Regions from separate parts of the Canis lupus genome. Here region 1 is linked to region 2. Evidence: chromatin contacts called from public Hi-C data. All regions are on one chromosome and are shown on one strand. Each heading gives the region's core, a stretch centred on a gene start, on an enhancer-like site or on the middle of the called end of the contact. The rest is flanking DNA. Distances are from core to core; before and after follow the strand shown.

Region 1 (4,653 bases), core at 1,820-4,319, 280 kb before region 2:
TAACATCTTTAAACAACACTATTCCTTCTCATTATTGAAAACAACAGTATTTACACTTTTATAAGGGTTGAGCTAGAAAAGTACGCACTAACGTCTGAAAAAAATCATCAGGGCAATGAGCAAAGACGCTGAGCCCAGCAGACAGGGAAGCAACTTTAGGTGGCTCACGCACACAGAAGAACAGCTGTGATGTTTGCAGGGCACTTCAGAGAACAGAAGCCCATCATGGGAAAGTCTCTTTTCTTAAAATTATTTCCTTTATTCTGTTCTCCTAAACATTAGAGTCAAGTGACAACTCCTCCACATTCCTTCAAAAGTTTCAACAGGTTTTAAGCTATTTACCAGCATTTAAAAGAGAAAAAGACTTTTCCCTTCTGTAGCTACACTCCCCTCTAAAAACACAACACATGCTTGGCTCTTTCACCTCATGCTTTTAAGAAGGAATTTTAATGGGATGGAGCTCCTGGAGGTGCACAAACTTAGGGGGGAGGAGCACAATAGTAAATTACACAAGAGTCTGAGCCCACTGGTCACTGCCAGTGATGTTAAATCCATAAACAAAATCTGTCTTAAAGGAAAAAAAAATTCCTCCTTGAAAGGTGCAACAGAAGAAGATGAATCGCTTCTTTTTCTTTGGGTCTGTCATACAACAGCCAAGGACTTGGCAATGATTCCAAACAGCAGGGCCTTGACAATTGGTCAAAGACAAAGTTGTTTTGTCCAGCATCTCTCTTTTCTCTGGAAGCATTTTCTTCCCAATTAATATAAGTTATGAGGCTTTACTGGAGAGCTCAATAAACAGAGACTCAAGAACATTTGTTGGCTCTTTAATGCTGAAAACCATGGTAAGCTGATATCTATAGCTTGTGTCCATGAGGGTGCAGGTGCCAGGACTTCTGGTCACCCATTTCTCACAACCCTACCACTGCACTAGGGCTGAGCTCCCAGCTCACCTCTGCCATCCTGTTTTGCCAATATTCTCTCTTCTCCTATGAATGCACCCCTCCACATCTGCCATATTCCTCAACTCTACCCTTCTTACAGTTTGACCCCAGCCACTCTGGTCTCTGGTTTTGAGATATCATTTGTATGTAGGTATAAAGTCCTCAGTGAATTAATGCTGGTTGTTCTGAGACTGTGAGCAGGGCTGGGTACACCTATTTTGGATGTGTTTTTTTCCCCTATGGATAAAAATAATAGAACCACTACCAATGTGTTGTTCACTTTGGAAACACAAATCCAGAGACTTTTGCAATATATGAGGACATCTAATTAAAGAAATTGTTTAAATTAAGGTTATTTCCCTTAAAAGTAAACTATATAGCTCTATACCTTGAGCATTATAATGAGAAAATTAAGCTTCTTGACTCAGAAACAAATATAACAGCAAGCCATGACTCATTTTTACCATTGTTCTATTCCAGAAACTTAAAAGCATGGCCTGCATAGTGAAGATCCACATAAAAATGCACAGACACATTTGCTGTAGTCCTAAGAGCAGAAGATATCAATTAATTGGGGGGTGTGAAAATAAAGACAGAACAAATGGTGGGGTGGGGGGGGTGGGAGAGTAGGAGGGAGGAGTGACAAACAACAGCAAAAATATCATAAATAATTCAGAATGGATGCTAAATACAAAAGTGGGAGCAAAGCCAGGCTATAGTTCAGAGACTGCATCTAGGGTTATTTTGTGCAACACATTGATTCACTAAAGCACCAAAGCGGCTATTAGAGGAAACAATAAAAAGGTCCCCTCCCCCTGGAAATTTGAACCCTGCTTTGGAATTTTTATGACATTTCATTCTTAACAAACAAGAAAGTCTCACAATCTTCTTCCAGCTTCAAAGCATCACCATGGTGGTGGCCTGTGATAGATATCCTGGGTCTGATTTATATATGTTGTTTCAGGTATTCTCAAAAGTCATATGGTTTACTCTTTATTAAAGAGAAGCAGCTCTGTCAAGCAAACAAATAAACAAAGCCTCCTTCTCCCTAACGTATGAGCTTATCCTGATTCCTGCCAGTCACCTGGGTCACTTCAACAAGCCCTCAAGTCACCAGTGCCTTCTCTGAAAAAGTAGGGTCATACAAGTGGCCTCAGCTACAAACCAAAAATACTCCAAGATTCCCAGTTGGAAAATAGTATAGAGTGTGGTATAGGTAGGTGTGTAAAGCTACAGTCCAGTTAGTCTTTGATGCAACAAGTGGGCTTCTGAAAAGTCAAGGTTTAAATACTTCTTTTTTTTCATGTTTGTAAATGGAATCATTTACAATTCACATCAGGAACTTGCTATTTAATGAAATCCGATTGTGTTTCCAGCTGTAAAGGACAGAATGCCCCCGTAATTAAAATAAAATATTTTTTGACCAATTTTAGACATTCAGACTTGGCTTTACTGGAGTTCCTTTGGGGATCCCTGGGTGGCTCAGCGGTTTGGCCCCTGCCTTTGGCCCAGGGCACAATCCTGAAGTCCAAGGATCGAGTCCCACGTCGGGCTCCCTGCATGCAGTCGGCTTCTCCCTCTGCCTGTCACTGCCTCTCTCTCTCTATGTCTATCATAAATAAATAAATAAATAAATAAATAAATAAATAAATAAATAAACAAATCTTAAAAAAAAAATCTACTGGAGTTCCTTTATGTAGCATCTACGTAGGGTGTTTTCACTAGTCGGATGCAGTTGTGTCTTAATGCTACTCTTTTCTTTGTCAGCAAAAACTCCAAGAAGAATTTCTGTACTCCTAGTTTCTGCTCTTAGCAGCATGGAATGACGAACCTGGTACTGCTGCTTTCTTTACTTTGTGCTTCCTGTGGCATGGGAGGTACCCAGGGAGACAGACACTTGAGTGCTGAGACATCAGCAAATCATTAGAAAAAGCACAAAACAAAACCTAAATTGGACGCGACGTTCCCCAGATCATGCAGCGATATTGGTAAACAAGCTAAAGAGCTGAACCACTATCAGGCTGTTCTTTGAAAACAAAAACCTGTTTTGTATACCTGAGTCAGTGAGGGCAGCATCTTCAAGCTGGCCTAGCTCAGCCACTGCAGTCCGCCTGCCAGAGCAATAGACACCACTCAGGGCAAAGGCTCAGGAGCCTTTCCCCTAGGCCCTCGATGAGCCGCTGGCACTCAGGGCAAGAGTGCCAGCGCCACTGGGGGCATCCATCCCAAGCTGCCATTTCAAAGCAGCTGCCTGCAGGCCCTGTCTGCCCTCTGCTACATGAATGCAATGGGGCAGAAAAATTAAAATGCTGGGGAGCTGGGGGAAAAAAAGAAAGGAAAAAAGAAAGAGGGAAACCTTAAAGGCAGTATCTTGGAAGCATATGTTTTCGAATCACTGCAGCCAGTTCCCTGTCAAGAAAATATTGGCCAGGTTGTCTGGTCCGATCTCATGCAGCCACAGATGGCTTCTGCCTCACTATTCAGATCCCTCCACGGAAAGCAAAGGATACCCTACTTCGTGGTGTAGTCATTCTGCCACCTAGTGTTATACGTGAAAACAAACACATGACTACTTGCTGTCTTAAAAGAGGAAAGAGTCAAGAATATTGCTAATTGCTTTTTTTCTCCCCTTTCTAAAAAAGAACATCCTTCATTTATGCTTGCAGCCTGAGGTGGTATCACCAATATTTACAATAGTCTTTTTCTCATATGAATGGAAAGCCAGAGAGCATGAGGTCTGCAGTTTAGAATGTGAAGGAGAAAGGAGTGTAGCCCCACAAACCCATTCTAATGATTTTTAAAAGACCTATCCCTCAATATAAGGAGGAATGTAAGGTAAGGGCAATACCTCCATGTAAGGTAAATACTACAAATACAATAATGCAAATTAGGAAGTGAAACCACCTAGGCCTAGGCAGGGACAGCCTACCCCTGTACTTTCTGTCCTGGAGAAGAGAAGAAAAGGCAGAGAAAACAGGCATTTCTTTTTTTTTTTTTTTAATTTTTTATTTATTTATGATAGTTACAGAGAGAGAGAGAGGCAGAGACACAGGCAGAGGGAGAAGCAGGCTCCATGCACCGGGAGCCCGATGTGGGATTCGATCCCGGGTCTCCAGGATCACGCCCTGGGCCAAAGGCAGGCGCCAAACCGCTGCGCCACCAGGGATCCCCGGCATTTCTATTTAAGGTGTTATCACTTCTATAGCTAACACACAGGGAGGTAATGAAATAAGCTGCAGCCTTGGAGAGAAAGTCTTGGGTTTGAGTTGCAATTCTGTAGCTCCCTAGCTGGGCTGGGTAAGTGGCTCAGTATCGCTGCGAGGTGAACTGCTTTACTAAAAAACAACTGTACTTATGACTCCTCTTTCTGCTTTCACAAAACTGTCCTAGAGGATCAATTAGGTAATGGACATGAAGGCATTCTGTCAACTATAAAGCATTACGAAGACCATTTCCCCAAGTTATTATTCCCTTCTCTGGTTTATGGTTGTCACTGATGTGTAATGTGGCCCCCTGTGTAGAGGGTTTGTGTAACCAACTTGTCCTAGAGTGCTAGTGTTTATTCTCAAATAAAGTGCTTTTATGGCTAAAAGAAATATTAAGTAAGAAATGTTTGAATATTTATGCAACATATGAAAATATCCCCCCACTTGACTAATGAAGAATCAGCATTATAGTTTAAAATCCGGTTCCTCCAAATGTTTCTCCT
Region 2 (4,940 bases), core at 75-2,574:
AAGCTTTCATTCTGCTTTCCCAGCCTGCTCTCTGCAGCTGCATAAAAGATGAGACGTGGGAATGAAAGAAAACTAGATTGGGGCCAAAAAGCAATACTGTCCATATGCAAACTCACTCAAAGAGCAGCAAAGCTTTCATACATCTCTTCCCACATTTTCCAACCTAGCAGACCCCTGGCCAAAAGGAGGAGGCACTGTGCTGCCCATGTCCAATCACATTTAATACAACTTTTCATTTGTCATTAGAGGAAAGACAAAGTTACTAGACACCCTCCCTTCACCATCCCTGCTCCTGACATAGTGCTTGAGGTGATCTCAGGACCAACCTTTTCATTCTAAGTTAGATGGAATGAGGCAAAGTCAGGGAACAAATAGATCCTCACAGATCTCTGAAGCTGCTTGTGGAGCAAGAGAGTGGCAGAGGCACAGCAGCAGTAAAGAGAATTTATTTTATCTATCTTACCCCATGCAAAATCAAGGCAAAATCTTCCCCCAAAAAGCCAGCTCTGTAGACTTTCAGAAAGTCTGGCAGCCCATTAGCCTAGAAGCAAAGGTGTTAAATAACCTTCTAATTCCAGCAATCTACTCAGGCCAAACAGTGAACCACAAAATTGAGAAAGTTCACCATCAAATCAAACTCTGCTGGGATCAGAGAGTATTCTCAAGGGTTTTTACTCAGATGTCATTATAACTCTATGTTATTTTTAATACTGTTCTTTGGATTTTGCCCCACACAGAATTCCCAAGTTACAGGAGTACCATGAACAATGTCCAGATGTATAAAAAGCAAAAATACTTCCCTCCTACTTGTGGATTCCAAGATAAACACCACAAGAAGCACGTGTGACTAAACTCAGAGCTCATTCCAAATTAAATACTGCATCATGTGCACAGTGTAGGACTTAAAAAACAAAACTGCACAAATATTCTACACGGTTCATAAGCCAGACATGGGTGAGCACATGACCATGTTATAAGAAGGAAACATGAATTGGAGAGTAGGGGTAAAGGGTGAGAAAAGTCTTAGTCATGACCTTTCCCAGAAAATTGGTGCTATTTTCAGAGAACACTTGTATAATATGGGACATAGATGAAAGACGAAATAGTATTTTTGTTTTTTTTTCCTACTGATGACCCTCAATTCTAAAACCACCCAGTAAATAGAAAACCCTACAAAGATTTCAAAATCCCTAGCTAAGCCATGCACAAACATCATTAAACACACACACACACACACACACACACACACACAAACACACACACAGAGGTAATGAATACTTAACGTCTGGCTGGCCAGCCCAGACTGAATCCTTTTGACCTATAAACTGGGTTCTAGACAGAGTACATAGAACTTTAGAAGGCAGGGAAACAGAACATTCAGGTCATATGAAAAGACTTCTACATAATTTTTATTGTGTTCCAAAAACTGAAGTATAAAATATGGATGGTTAGATGGCTGGATGAATAGACAGTAGACAAAGAAGTAGTTTGGCTGAGTGAGTTTGGTTTTTCTACCACAACTTATCCTAAGTAAAAGCTTTTAATAAATTAAGATTTGGAAATGTTTACTGAAATATCTTTATTTTTAAAAATTACATAACATTGATAGATACAAAGGAATATATATAGTAAGTTATAACACATAATGAAAAATATGTACCTATGAACCCATCAACCAATTTATGAATTAGAATATTCCTAGTTCTAATCAAGTTACCATTGGCCCTTCATGAATTCACATCTTCCTGTCTCTCTCCCAATGGTCATCACTATTCTGAATTATGCATTTATTTTATTCTTGAGTTTTAGAAAAAAAATAGATTTTACTATAGCTGATGTCATTTTCAAATGCATGTTGTAATTCTCCTTTGTGTATGCTTCCATAATGGGAAGAAAAAAAGAGTAAATCCTTACTTCAATTTACGAAAAAAAGGATCTGCCTGTATGTATATCTTCCCCCACAGGCAAATACCTCAAGATCAGGAATTATGTCTTATTTACTCTAACTTCACAGTACCTAGCAGAGTCATAGGCACAAAATATGTCAGATAATTCTTTTTCAACTAGTCTTTCAAATTAGAGTCCAAATGCTTTAAAGTTTCACAGTTGGAGATGATACACAACAAATATTGCTCTTTGGATCATTACCTTTCTTCTATGATAGATCTCCTAACCCTAGGCCCCAGGGCCCAAGTTTATCAATTATCTCCATAGACTACAAACCAATATAACACATCACCTCATCACATACTAGATAAAATCCTAGATGGCACTGAAATTGTTAAATGAGACTATTTTCCTCAAGGGTCAAAGAGTGCTGACTCCCTAGTCTGGAAGAACATATTACCACATGAAAGTTTAATTCAATAGTGTTTGAGCTACACTTAACCACAGATCCCAATTAGACATGGAGGCATCAATTGTTTTCTACTTAAGAAGAGCATCATCTACAAAGCAAACTATACACAAAATGAGTGAGATATTCCTGTTATTTGACAGCAAAGAGTTTCACAACCACATTAAAATATCTTTACATTATGTACTGAACACAAGTCTCTCCGGGGCAGTGTTCTAAAGGATAAGTCTACACCCTCAATTATGTCACCATTATGCAATATACTCATGATTACAAATTTTCCCTTCAGCCTGGAAGAGCAAAACCAACAGTTAATGTGGCTTCAGATTCAGATTACGTTGTGTGACCTCCCCCAATGTATTAGTGTTAAAAAATTTCTCTGACTCATTTCTTCACTCTGATCAAAGCACAAGTTTAAGATTAAAATTAAGAAGATCCAAAATATCTTTGGGTGTGGAGTCAGGAGAGAATGTTCCTGAAGGACTTACTCCAGTCATAAGACATGAACCTAAAAGATCTTTCTTGGGATGCCTGGGTGGCTCAGTGGTTGAGCATCTGCCTTTGACTCAGGGCATGATCCTGGAGTCCCAGGATCAAGTCCCACATCAGGCTCCCTGCATGGAGACTGCTTCTCCCTCTGCCTCTGTCTCTGCCTCTCTCTCTCTCTGTTTCTCATAAATAAATAAATAAAATCTAAAAATAATAATAATAGTAAAATAAAATATATTTCTTAAGAGATAATTGCAACGTTACTCCAAAAGGTTTAATAGTTACACTGTAGGGAGCAAAGTTTAGGGAACTGTTCACATAAGTAAATGCTATCTATAGTCTGGAATTAGTTCATATATTATAAAAAATGAAAACTTAAAAAATGTTAAAGCACTGCAGCATATGAGAGTCTACTTTATAAAACCCACATCTTGGGATCCCTGGGTGGCGCAGCGGTTTGGTGCCTGCCTTTGGCCCAGGGCGCGATCCTGGAGACCCGGGATCGAATCCCACATCGGGCTCCCGGTGCATGGAGCCTGCTTCTCCCTCTGCCTGTCTCTCTTTCTCTCCCTCTCTCTGTGACTATCATAAATAAATAAAATAAAAATTAAAAAAAATAAAAATTAAAAAAATTAAAAAAAAATAAAACCCACATCTTTTCACATAGTAAAGAGAAGTCTTAGGAACCCACATTGATTTTGATGGCCATTCCAGGGAAAAACCTTGAAGAGGTGAACATCCTTCTCATAGTGCTCTATTTCAAACACTTAATGAAAAAAGAAAAGAATCACTTATCTGTCCCTGTCATTTACCAAATACAATCATCTCTTCTTTTTGTGTGTGCAGAAAGAATCTTTTTTTAAATTTAAATTCAAGTTAGTTAACATATACTGTATTATTAGTTTCAGGGGTAGAATTTGGTGATTCATCAGTTGCATATAACACTTTGTGCTTGTTCCATCAAGTGCTCTCCTTATTGCCTATCATCCAATTACCTCATTCCCCTACCTACCTACCCTCCAGCAACCCTCAGTTTGTTCCCCTATTGTCAGGAGTCTCTTATGGTTAGCCTCTCTCTCTGTTACTATTTTATTTTTCCTCCCCTCCATGTTCATCAGTTTTGTTTCTTAAATCCCACATGAGTAAAATCATATTTGTCTTCCTCTGACTGACTTGTTTCACTTAGCATAATAACCTTCTAGTTCCATCCATGTCATTGCTAATGGCAAGATTTCATTTTTTTTTGATGGTTGAATAATATTCTATTGCATATATATACCACATCTTCTTTATCCATTCATCCATCAATGGACATCTGGGCTCTTTCCATAGTTTGGCGATTATTGTGGAGACTGCTGCTATAAATATTGGGGTGCATGTGCCCCTTCGAATCACTATTTTTGTATTTTCTGGATAAATACCTGTCAGTGCAATTGCTGGGTCGTAGGGTAGTTGTATTTTCAACTTTCTGAGGAACCTCTGTACTGTTTTCCAGAGTGGATATCCCAGCTTACATTCCCACCAACAGTGTAAGAGGGTTCCCCTTTCTCTTCATCTTCACCAACATCTGTCATTTCCAGAGTTGTTGAAATTTCTTTGCTATTACCATTGCACTTTGATAGCAAGCTGAAGATATGGTAGGGGGACTAAGAATACTCTCAAATGACAGTATAGACCACTTGGAGAGACTGATCAAAAAGATGGTCAAGTAACTGCAACCACCTCAGTGCACCACTCCATGTTCATCAAAGCAGTCCACCTCTCAATTACTAATTGGACAACATCTCCACTCAGACTAGGACATAGACACACTCCATTTTCTCTACCCATCTCCCACCCATCCCCCATCTAAATATGAGTCTTATTACCAAAGGGTTACTCTCACTCTACCTAAAGTCAAAGAAAAACAGTAGCTTGTAGCACTATGATGTCCATCAATTGTAAAGGCATTTCTTTGACAGTGATTTGACAAAAGTAGAATAACTGTCATCTCTGCTGGAACTAGTCAGTCTTTTATTGTTTTTTGCTTTATTTTTGGTTATATCTCAAGAGTATATCTTGCCTGAGCCACAAAAGTAGAAAACAACTACCCTTT

The links. A called contact is a pair of places that touch in the nucleus more often than the background predicts.
Region 1: a Hi-C map of skin fibroblasts shows a contact between it and region 2, with 3 times the contacts expected there. The contact joins two enhancer-like sites. A contact is called at or near these places in 2 of 9 Hi-C or Micro-C datasets (amygdala and skin fibroblasts).

The regions. Positions count from the first base shown.
Region 1 is chr8:42,426,332-42,430,984 of UU_Cfam_GSD_1.0, reverse strand. The region is part of intron 7 of RAD51B (DNA repair protein RAD51 homolog 2); the gene reads right to left. Among named protein-coding and RNA genes, the nearest start is that of RAD51B, 370 kb to the right of the region's middle. Within about 2 kb of position 3,069, at least 9 of the 20 cell types and tissues checked have an H3K27ac peak or open chromatin away from gene starts, as enhancers often do.
Region 2 is chr8:42,143,870-42,148,809 of UU_Cfam_GSD_1.0, reverse strand. The region is part of intron 7 of RAD51B (DNA repair protein RAD51 homolog 2); the gene reads right to left. Among named protein-coding and RNA genes, the nearest start is that of RAD51B, 89 kb to the right of the region's middle. Within about 2 kb of position 1,324, at least 3 of the 20 cell types and tissues checked have an H3K27ac peak or open chromatin away from gene starts, as enhancers often do.